Linked DNA regions of Mus musculus: region 1 is linked to region 2. A link is a contact called in public Hi-C data. All regions are on one chromosome and are shown on one strand. Each heading gives the region's core, a stretch centred on a gene start, on an enhancer-like site or on the middle of the called end of the contact. The rest is flanking DNA. Distances are from core to core; before and after follow the strand shown.

The links. Hi-C and Micro-C count contacts between places; a contact is called where the count stands out from the background.
Region 1: a contact with region 2 is called in a Hi-C map of rod photoreceptor, with 5 times the contacts expected there. The contact joins the promoter of Rev1 here to the promoter of Hs6st1 in region 2. A contact is called at or near these places in 1 of 39 promoter capture datasets (liver), 1 of 484 Hi-C or Micro-C datasets (rod photoreceptor) and 1 of 9 other capture datasets (liver).

What each region holds. Positions count from the first base shown.
Region 1 is chr1:38,127,271-38,131,204 of GRCm38.p6, reverse strand. Rev1 (REV1, DNA directed polymerase) reads left to right here and starts at 1,539. Exons shown (of 23, transcript NM_019570.4): 1 at 1,539-1,743.
Region 2 is chr1:36,066,238-36,070,018 of GRCm38.p6, reverse strand. It overlaps Hs6st1 (heparan sulfate 6-O-sulfotransferase 1), which reads right to left and starts at 1,619. Exons shown (of 2, transcript NM_015818.2): 1 at 835-1,619. The coding sequence starts at 1,361. Gm39624 (a long non-coding RNA gene) reads left to right here and starts at 3,776. Exons shown (of 3, transcript XR_865341.2): 1 at 3,776-3,781.

The sequences.
Region 1 (3,934 bases), core at 290-2,789, 2.1 Mb before region 2:
GTAAGGTGAGATAGGCCCTTTCCTCCTTAAGTTGTTTTTTTGGTAATAATGTTTGTTGCAGCAAAAGAAAGCAAACGAGGATGGGACAGTTTGTTTATTTGCTTGAGAAAAATACAGAAAAAGTAATCTTTGATTATGAAAGAAGAGGAAAAGTATTCACAAGTTATTTTTCAGTCTCAAAAATAAAGTTTTGGTGTTTTTCTCATTGGAAATAACTGCTGTGTAGAGACAGTTTTTCAAAACTCCTCACAAGCCTCATTTCCCGCCCAGCGGTATTTCCGAACACAAGCTGGTGGTGTTGCAGCTCGTTCTGAAACTCCTGCAGTTACACTGTATCTAGCTCTTCAATTGTGGGTCCAGAGAAACAGAGCTGGGAGGGAATACTGAAGTTGAATTCATAAAGGAGAGCGAGCAAGTGGAGCAAAGGGGGAGAGGTTAAAATCGAGACAGATATATATATTTCCCATGTACATATACATACACAGAAAGAGAGAGAGAGATTTCGATTATCTCCTGTCTCTCTGGGAAAGGAACCTCAGGTTTGCAAAGTCAGTTTTAAAAAGAGTACTACTGTTTTCTAAGTGCCTGCAAACTCCTTTCAAAAGTCTTAAGGTGGGGAAGGAACAAAAGTGTTCAGTCTAGGGCGAGGAGTTGGTTGGCTTAATGTTTGAGCATTCCAACAATAAAGACTATCACAATAACCATGCAGTCTCCCATTGAACAGACACTACAGAGGCGGGGGAAATGGGCCTTAAGAGACTGTTTTTTTTCTTTTTTGCTAGGTGTATTTAACATCCACGAATAAATTGTGTAGCTGCTGGTTTTTTGTTTTTGTTTGTTTGTTTTTAACCATCACAAGGGAAAGCAATTTTCTTCAGGTCTGTGTGTTGCAAGTGGGAAAGGCAGGTAGAGCACAGGACCGGCAGTGGTAAGATTGTGAGGGACGTCGTGTCTGGACACAGCCTAGCTGGCTGCCAGCAAGTGACCTGGCATTCCCGCAGACCCGTGTGGGCCGCGGTTCTCCGCTCGCCGACCGAGCATGTGCTAGCCTGTGAGCGTCCTGGCCGCCGCTAGGTGGCGCCGCACATCAATCGGAGCGCGGTGCGGCGACGCGTTTCGCGCCTCGGCCGACCCTGCGCGGTCGTCTACCCGGTTAGTCCCGGCACCCGCGCCCTCCGCGGCGGCTGGGGAGCCCGGGCGGGGCGGGGCGGGGCGGGGCACGGCGGGGCGCGGCTGCGCGTCGCTGCAGCACCATTAGCTAGCCGGCCCCGGCGGGAGGCAGCGTGGTGATGCGGCGGGTCCCGCGCCACCTCCGCCCAGCCAGCCGCACGGTCACGTGCAGCCGAGGCGCTGCTCTCCACCCCCCCTCCCCGCGGGCGCCGGCGCGAGAGGAGGGCGGGGCCGGGGTCGCCTCGGGCCGGGCGCGAGCAGCGCGCGTGCGCCGCGCCCGGTGAGTGCGTGCGGGGCCGGGCCAGCGGGCCGCGGTGTGGATGGGAGGGGGAGCCGGGCGCGCGCCAGAGGAGCGGCGGGGGAGGGGCGGAGCTGCCGCGGAGGCGCGAGGCGGGCGCAGCGACTGAGGGAGCGTGGGCCGCGGTGCGGTGCGGTGCGGCTGGGCGGCCGCCTGACCGGTTGCCTTCCCCGGCGTTCCCCTCAGCCGCGGGGAGGACACTGAACGACGGCGGCGCCCGCGAGGCCCGAGGAAGCGGCTGGGCCCGGGCATGGTGGCCTGGGGCGGCGCGGAAGGTGAGCGACCCCCGGGCCGGCGGGTGGGGGAGGGGTACCGAGCCTCCGCCGTCCCCGCCTCCGCCGCACGAGCGGCCCGAGGCGCCGAGGCCGGGGGCTCGCGGTGCTGCCGCGAGGCCTCCTGCCTGCCGCGCCGCGTCGCCCCTGCGCCTCCGGCCGCCGGGTTATGTAACGCGTGACCTCCCGTTCCCGCTCCACACCCGGCGCTCCGTCGCGCGCCGATCGGGGCGCCCGCGGCCCTGCCTCCGAGTCCCGCCGCTGGCGTCGCAAGTCACCGGTTCCTCCTGCGCCGGCGCCTGGCCGGCCATTCATTCCCTCGCGCGTTCGAGTGTCCGCTCCGCCAGCGTTTGCAGAACGTGGCAGGGGGCACCCGGGGCCCGCGCCGCGGGTCTTCGCTCGTCCCCGGTGCATCGGCTTCTCCCCTCTGCCTTGCTCTTAGGCATCCCGGAGGCAGTGTTTCTCTCACTCCTTTTCCCTTGTCACTTATCTGTCCCCTTCATGTGCAGGACACCTGTCCCCAAGTGTTTGTACAGGTGCTCAGTTCACACTTGGGTGTGCTGTTATAATAACAGTCGGGGTGCACCGAGGGGGCACTTGTTTGTTTGGAGACTCTTCCTGTCCCGGGTTTGCAAAGCCCGGACTTTCCTGTAGTATCGTTCCTTGATTGTTTAAAAAAACACTACAGGTGATACATGCCTAGGATTTCACCGTGTGTTTTTTGGTGTTTCTTGGGTATAAAGTAGAAATGGTATGTAGATAAAAACAAGAGACCTCATAAAAAGGATTTGTAACTATTAAGGGCTATGTAACAGCTCTTAAATTATTTGCTTGGTCTCTGGCTTCTCTAGTACCTGTTCTTCCTTTACGTAGAGTAATAATACCACAATCTTGTTCCTATGGAGTGCGCATTAGCTCAGCTTAGCAAGACTCCATAAGTTTGCTTTCCCATATTGACCGGGCTTTGCCCAGGCAAATGCTGCTAGAATACCCTTCCGGCCCTTCCAGTGCTACCTGTGATGGACACTTGGAAGCTTACCTGGAGCTCTCCATCCAGGACTTCAGTCTGCACGAGTGCACTCGTTCATTGCTTAGACTACTTACTTGCCATTTTTCTTGAATTTCTGTTTTCTTGTTTGTGTCTTGTAGGTCCTTTGAGGTCAGTATGTACCAAAATCGTGTATCTTGTCATGAAACTTTACTCCTTTTTATGGTAAATAATGCATATTTGTTCATTTTCTTAAGGGTGGGAATCACTTTTAACATTAAATCTCTATGTCATCTCAGGTAGAAAAATACACATTTTCAAAATTAATGTGCTGAAATACGTAACTCCACTTCTTTAACACTGAAAACCAAGATTCTAAATGGAAAGGAAGGAAAGCCTGTTCCCAACAACCAGTCACAGTAAATACATTCCAGAGGCTACATAGACCTATATTTAACAAACATACTGTATCCAATGGCATGTGAAGTGGAGAGATCAAAGCATTTACATATGGGCTTGAAATTTGCCTCTGCTAGTTGGACAAGCTTTTCATTCATATTTGGAAGACATTTTCCAGTTTGGGTAGCCGACTAATAAATTAGTTCTTAAGTGAAAGGCATTTAATAAGACTATGAAACTACAGGTACTAGGTAAGTGTTTTCTGTAGCATACTCTTGTAGCTGTGTACTAAATAGGGCCTGATATGCTGGAGAGAGACCATGAGAAGAAAACTAATCACCGGAGACCTTAGGTGCCTGCTGTCTACTAGAGAACAGATCCTGAGGGCTGGCAGATTCTTAGTGTTTTATTAGAATGAAAGGGATTGTAAATCATAGTATGAACCAGGCTCCGTTCATCTCAGATGTCGGTAGGCAGAGGCTGGGGTATCTCTGGTAGTTTGAAGCCAACATGATCTACATAGTGAGGTGCAGACCAGTTAGGGCCTGCATAGTTAAGACTCCATCAGAAATAAAAACCAAAGTAAATCATAGGGCAAGTTAAACAGAATGAAAAACAAACAACCAAAAAATACTTTTTACTTCTTTTCTTGTAACAACAGTGCTAACTGAAACTTTAATGTGGATATTAATAGACATTTAAAAATTTTAATTTTCTTTGAACTTTCTGTAGTTAAAATCCTCCAAAAGCTCTGGGTTACATATGGAGTTTGAACCTAAGCTCCTCCCTGCCATCAGGGCAGCTGTC
Region 2 (3,781 bases), core at 370-2,869:
AGAAGGTAATCCCAGGAGGATCACTGGGCACCAACAGAAACAGGGCTACAATCTCAACTTTACAAAGTGCTTTCAGAGGGGCTGGCCCTCACTCACATCCCCAGACAAGGAGGAGAGTGATGGGCCTTGCTGGGAGGTCCCTGGCTTTACAAGTAGCTTTGACGGTCTCAGCTATCCCTAACCTGGCCGGTGGATAGATTTCTAGGGAAGTCAGTCCTCAACTGGAGGCTTTTGTTCCACTTCTGTGGCTGGGGAGGCCAGGTAGTGCTGCCTTCTCTCCGACTTCAGTCTGGGTCACACGGGCCTTTGTTCTACCTGCACACACCGGCAGGCAGAGCCCACCCCTTTCCTGGCAGCTCCTCCCCAGGCTGGCAGGCACCGGAGGGCCTGGAGATACCACAGGTGCACAGGAAGAGGAACCGCATTTCTCTTGCTCCACTTTTAGTACTAGACGGGTACGGGCTACACATGCACACAGAGACACACCTGTTTTTCTGCCTCTAGAGCCAAGCCTGGACCTCTAGTCCCCGAGGTTTATCTCTCAGGCTAGCCCGCAGTGCATAGCAGGTAGGGTGGACAGAGAGCAGCGGGCAGTGACCCAGGAGGAAGTCTGGGCACTGCGCAGACAGGCCAGTGGCGAGGAGAGGCACGGAACAGAGGGTGAAAAGAGGGATCAGAGGTCAGGAGTGGCAGGTGTAGGGAAGGATGAGATGGGAATCCTGGGATCCCGCAGACTGGAAGGGGCCCCAAGAGAGGAGAGGGCAGATCTGGCCCGGGGCTTAGGGGTACCCCCCCCCCCCCCCGCCATCACACTTTCCCGCAGCGGGCGCTCACCTGGGCGAACGCAGACCTGCTGGGTCGCGGCGGTCTAGCACACCGGGCACACAGTTGGTGAGTTCGGTCCAGTCAGCGTGCAGCCCGCAGCTCCAGCCCGTGGAGAAGCGAGAGAAGAGCCAGGTCTCGCGGCGATTGGGCCGATAGCAGGTGCACTTCTTCTGGCCCGGGCGACAGTCGCAGGGCACCTCGAGGCGCACGTTCTGCACTAGGTGGCGGCCGAAGGTGGTGCCGCCGGTCTTCTGGATGTGCAGGAAGACGATCACGTCGTCGCCCTTCATGTCGAAGCGCAGCGAGCGCTCCAGCTCGCGCACCGGGAAGTAGTACTTTTTCTCGTAATGTGGGTCCGGCGTGGGGAAGAGATCCAGGTCGTCGGGGGGCACGCGGCCACCGGGCGCGCCCAGACTCAGCCCCGGGCCCGCGTACTGGTAAAGGATGAGCATGAAGCACGCCGAGCCCGCCACCACCAGCACGAACTTGCTGGCGCGCTCAACCATGGTCCTGCCGCCGGCGCGCCGCCGCCGCATGTGTCACCATCGCCAGCGGCCCGGGCGCCGGGCCTGGGAGGGCGGGGGGCGCAGCTGCTCCGCCACCGCCGCCGCCACCGCCGCCCGCGCTCCGGCCCGGCCCGGCTACTCGGCGCCCAGGCTGTGCGCAGCGTCGCGGGCCCCGGGCCTCGGCGGCGCCGTGGCTGCTCCCCGCCCCGATCCCGGCTCGGCTAGCGTACAGCCCGGCCCCCGCCACAGCGCCCCGCAGCCGCGCGCGCCCGCACCCGCCCGCAAAGCTCAGCGCCGAGAACGCTCTGCACCGCCCCGTGCGCCGCCGCGTCTCCGCAGTTCGTCGCGGCTCCGCCCCGGCCCGCCCCTGGCCCGCCCTCGCGGCGCCTCTTGCTGTCGCCGCCCGCTCCGATCCTCCGCTCCGCCTCTGGAGCGCCCTGGGGGAGGGGCGGGGCCGGAGGAGGCCCAGGCACAGGCCAGAGCTGGGCGACGGGTCGCGTGTCTCTCACACTGTCAACGCCGGTCGCTACGGAAAGGGCATTGGATCCAGCTCGCAGACCTGTGGGTGGCGACTGGGTTGTCCCGAGCCTACGAGTGGGTGGCTCTTTTGGGCATTGGTCCTGGGTTTGGGAGCCCGAGTTTTTTCACCTTCTCTGGTTATGGTAGTTTGTGTTACCTGCGCTCTCTGTCTCCCACGGGAATACGGAGGCTTTGACCTTCACATTGAAGGATAGGAAGTTCCAAGTTCGAGAGCGCTGGGAGTCGGGACCACCAGGTGGTTTAGGACTACCAGTAAGGGTGGGGAAGGAAGAGAGACGTTAAGGGCATGGATCCGGCTCTTACGTGGATATCACCAGTCCCCTGGAGGCACTGGGACAATGACCCAAAGCCCTCAGTTGAAGATAAACCGAAATGTGTGCAGAGACCAGAGGACAAGCTTTATTTGTCCCTCTCGCCCAGTGTGCCCTGTTTTGATCCTGGTCATACTCAAACAAACAAACAAACAAACAAAATAGTGAACCAACATTAGAAAAAAATTAAAATTCCAACCTTCGTGATTTTTTTTTTTTTTACATTGGCAGCAGTATCTGCAGCCTTGATTGGTGCTCTGCCTGTAGTGGAGGGTCGCCTGGGCCCTAGGCTGCAAGTTGGAGGCTCTAGTAGTAATCTATGCAGCCTATAACATGTGGAAGGTCCCGTCGCCCATGTTGTACTCTGTACTGGGCCCCTAGCTATACTTAGGCGGCCAGAACAACTGGAGGTGGGGAGTGAAATGACCTGTGCAGAGTTCCACAGCCTAGGGTAGCTGGGAGGGGCTTGGGTGTTTGGATTCAGGCCAGAGTGGCCTCTGGGAGGTGCTCCCACTGCCAGGCCAGGCTCAGGTGCCCACAGCAAGTACCCCTGGGTAGTGCCCTGGATCTGTCCTGCTAAGGGGTGGGTCAAAAAGTGGAGAGAAGGGGAGGGGGTGGCAATAGTGGTCCAAAGCATTGACTGCAAGTTAAAAAAAAAAAAAAAAGACTTGAAAAAAAAGAGCAGCTGGGCAGTGGTGGTGCATGCCTGTAATTCCAGCACTTGGGAGGCAGAGGCAGGCGGATTTCTTAAGTTCGAGGCCAGCCTGGTGTACAGAGAGAGTTCCAGGACAGTCAGGGCTACACAGAGAAACCCTGTCTTGAACCCCCACCCCACCCCACATACACACACAAATAAGAGCTAAGAGGAAAGCCCTCCCAAACGGTGAGATCAGGAGAGAATGCAGACACACTTATATCCAACTTGTCAGGAATGTGAAGAAACTGGGCTCAGCTGGTAAAGTGCTTGCTGTGCATGACTCAGGACCTGGGTTCGGTACCCAGAACCCAGGTATAAAATGCCAGGGATACTTGGCCTGTGTTTGCAAGCCCAGGACTGCTGGGGAAGAAGAGATAGGCAGATCCCTGGGGCTTGCAAGCCAGCCAGTCTAGCCTATAAGGCAGCAGGTTAATGTGAGACACTGTCTCAGAAACTAAGGTGTACCTCTCAAAGGACAATATCCAATATCCAAGGTTGTCCATTGTCCTCTGTCCTACACACACACACACACACACACACACACACACACACACACAGAGAGAGAGAGAGAGAGAGAGAGAGAGAGAGAGGACATGTTTTGCAGGCAGATTGCAGAAGTTACCACTATGGTCAGACCGCCACATGGCCCTGAACACACTACATAATGACCTAGAACCAGGGCAACAGGTGTCCTTGGTGACACCCAGGGCCTTTTGCCCCTGGCCCAGAGAAACCCAAGGGCAGTCTGTTTGGTAATGATTTATTCTGGTTAGGTATGGCGACACAGCAGTGTGCTGAGGGCGCTCCCTTTAGAAGTTGACCAGGGCGGCATTCCAGCATGGGATTTGGATGACAGCAATCCAGATTTACACAGCATTGCTGCCAGCTAACCCATCTGATGG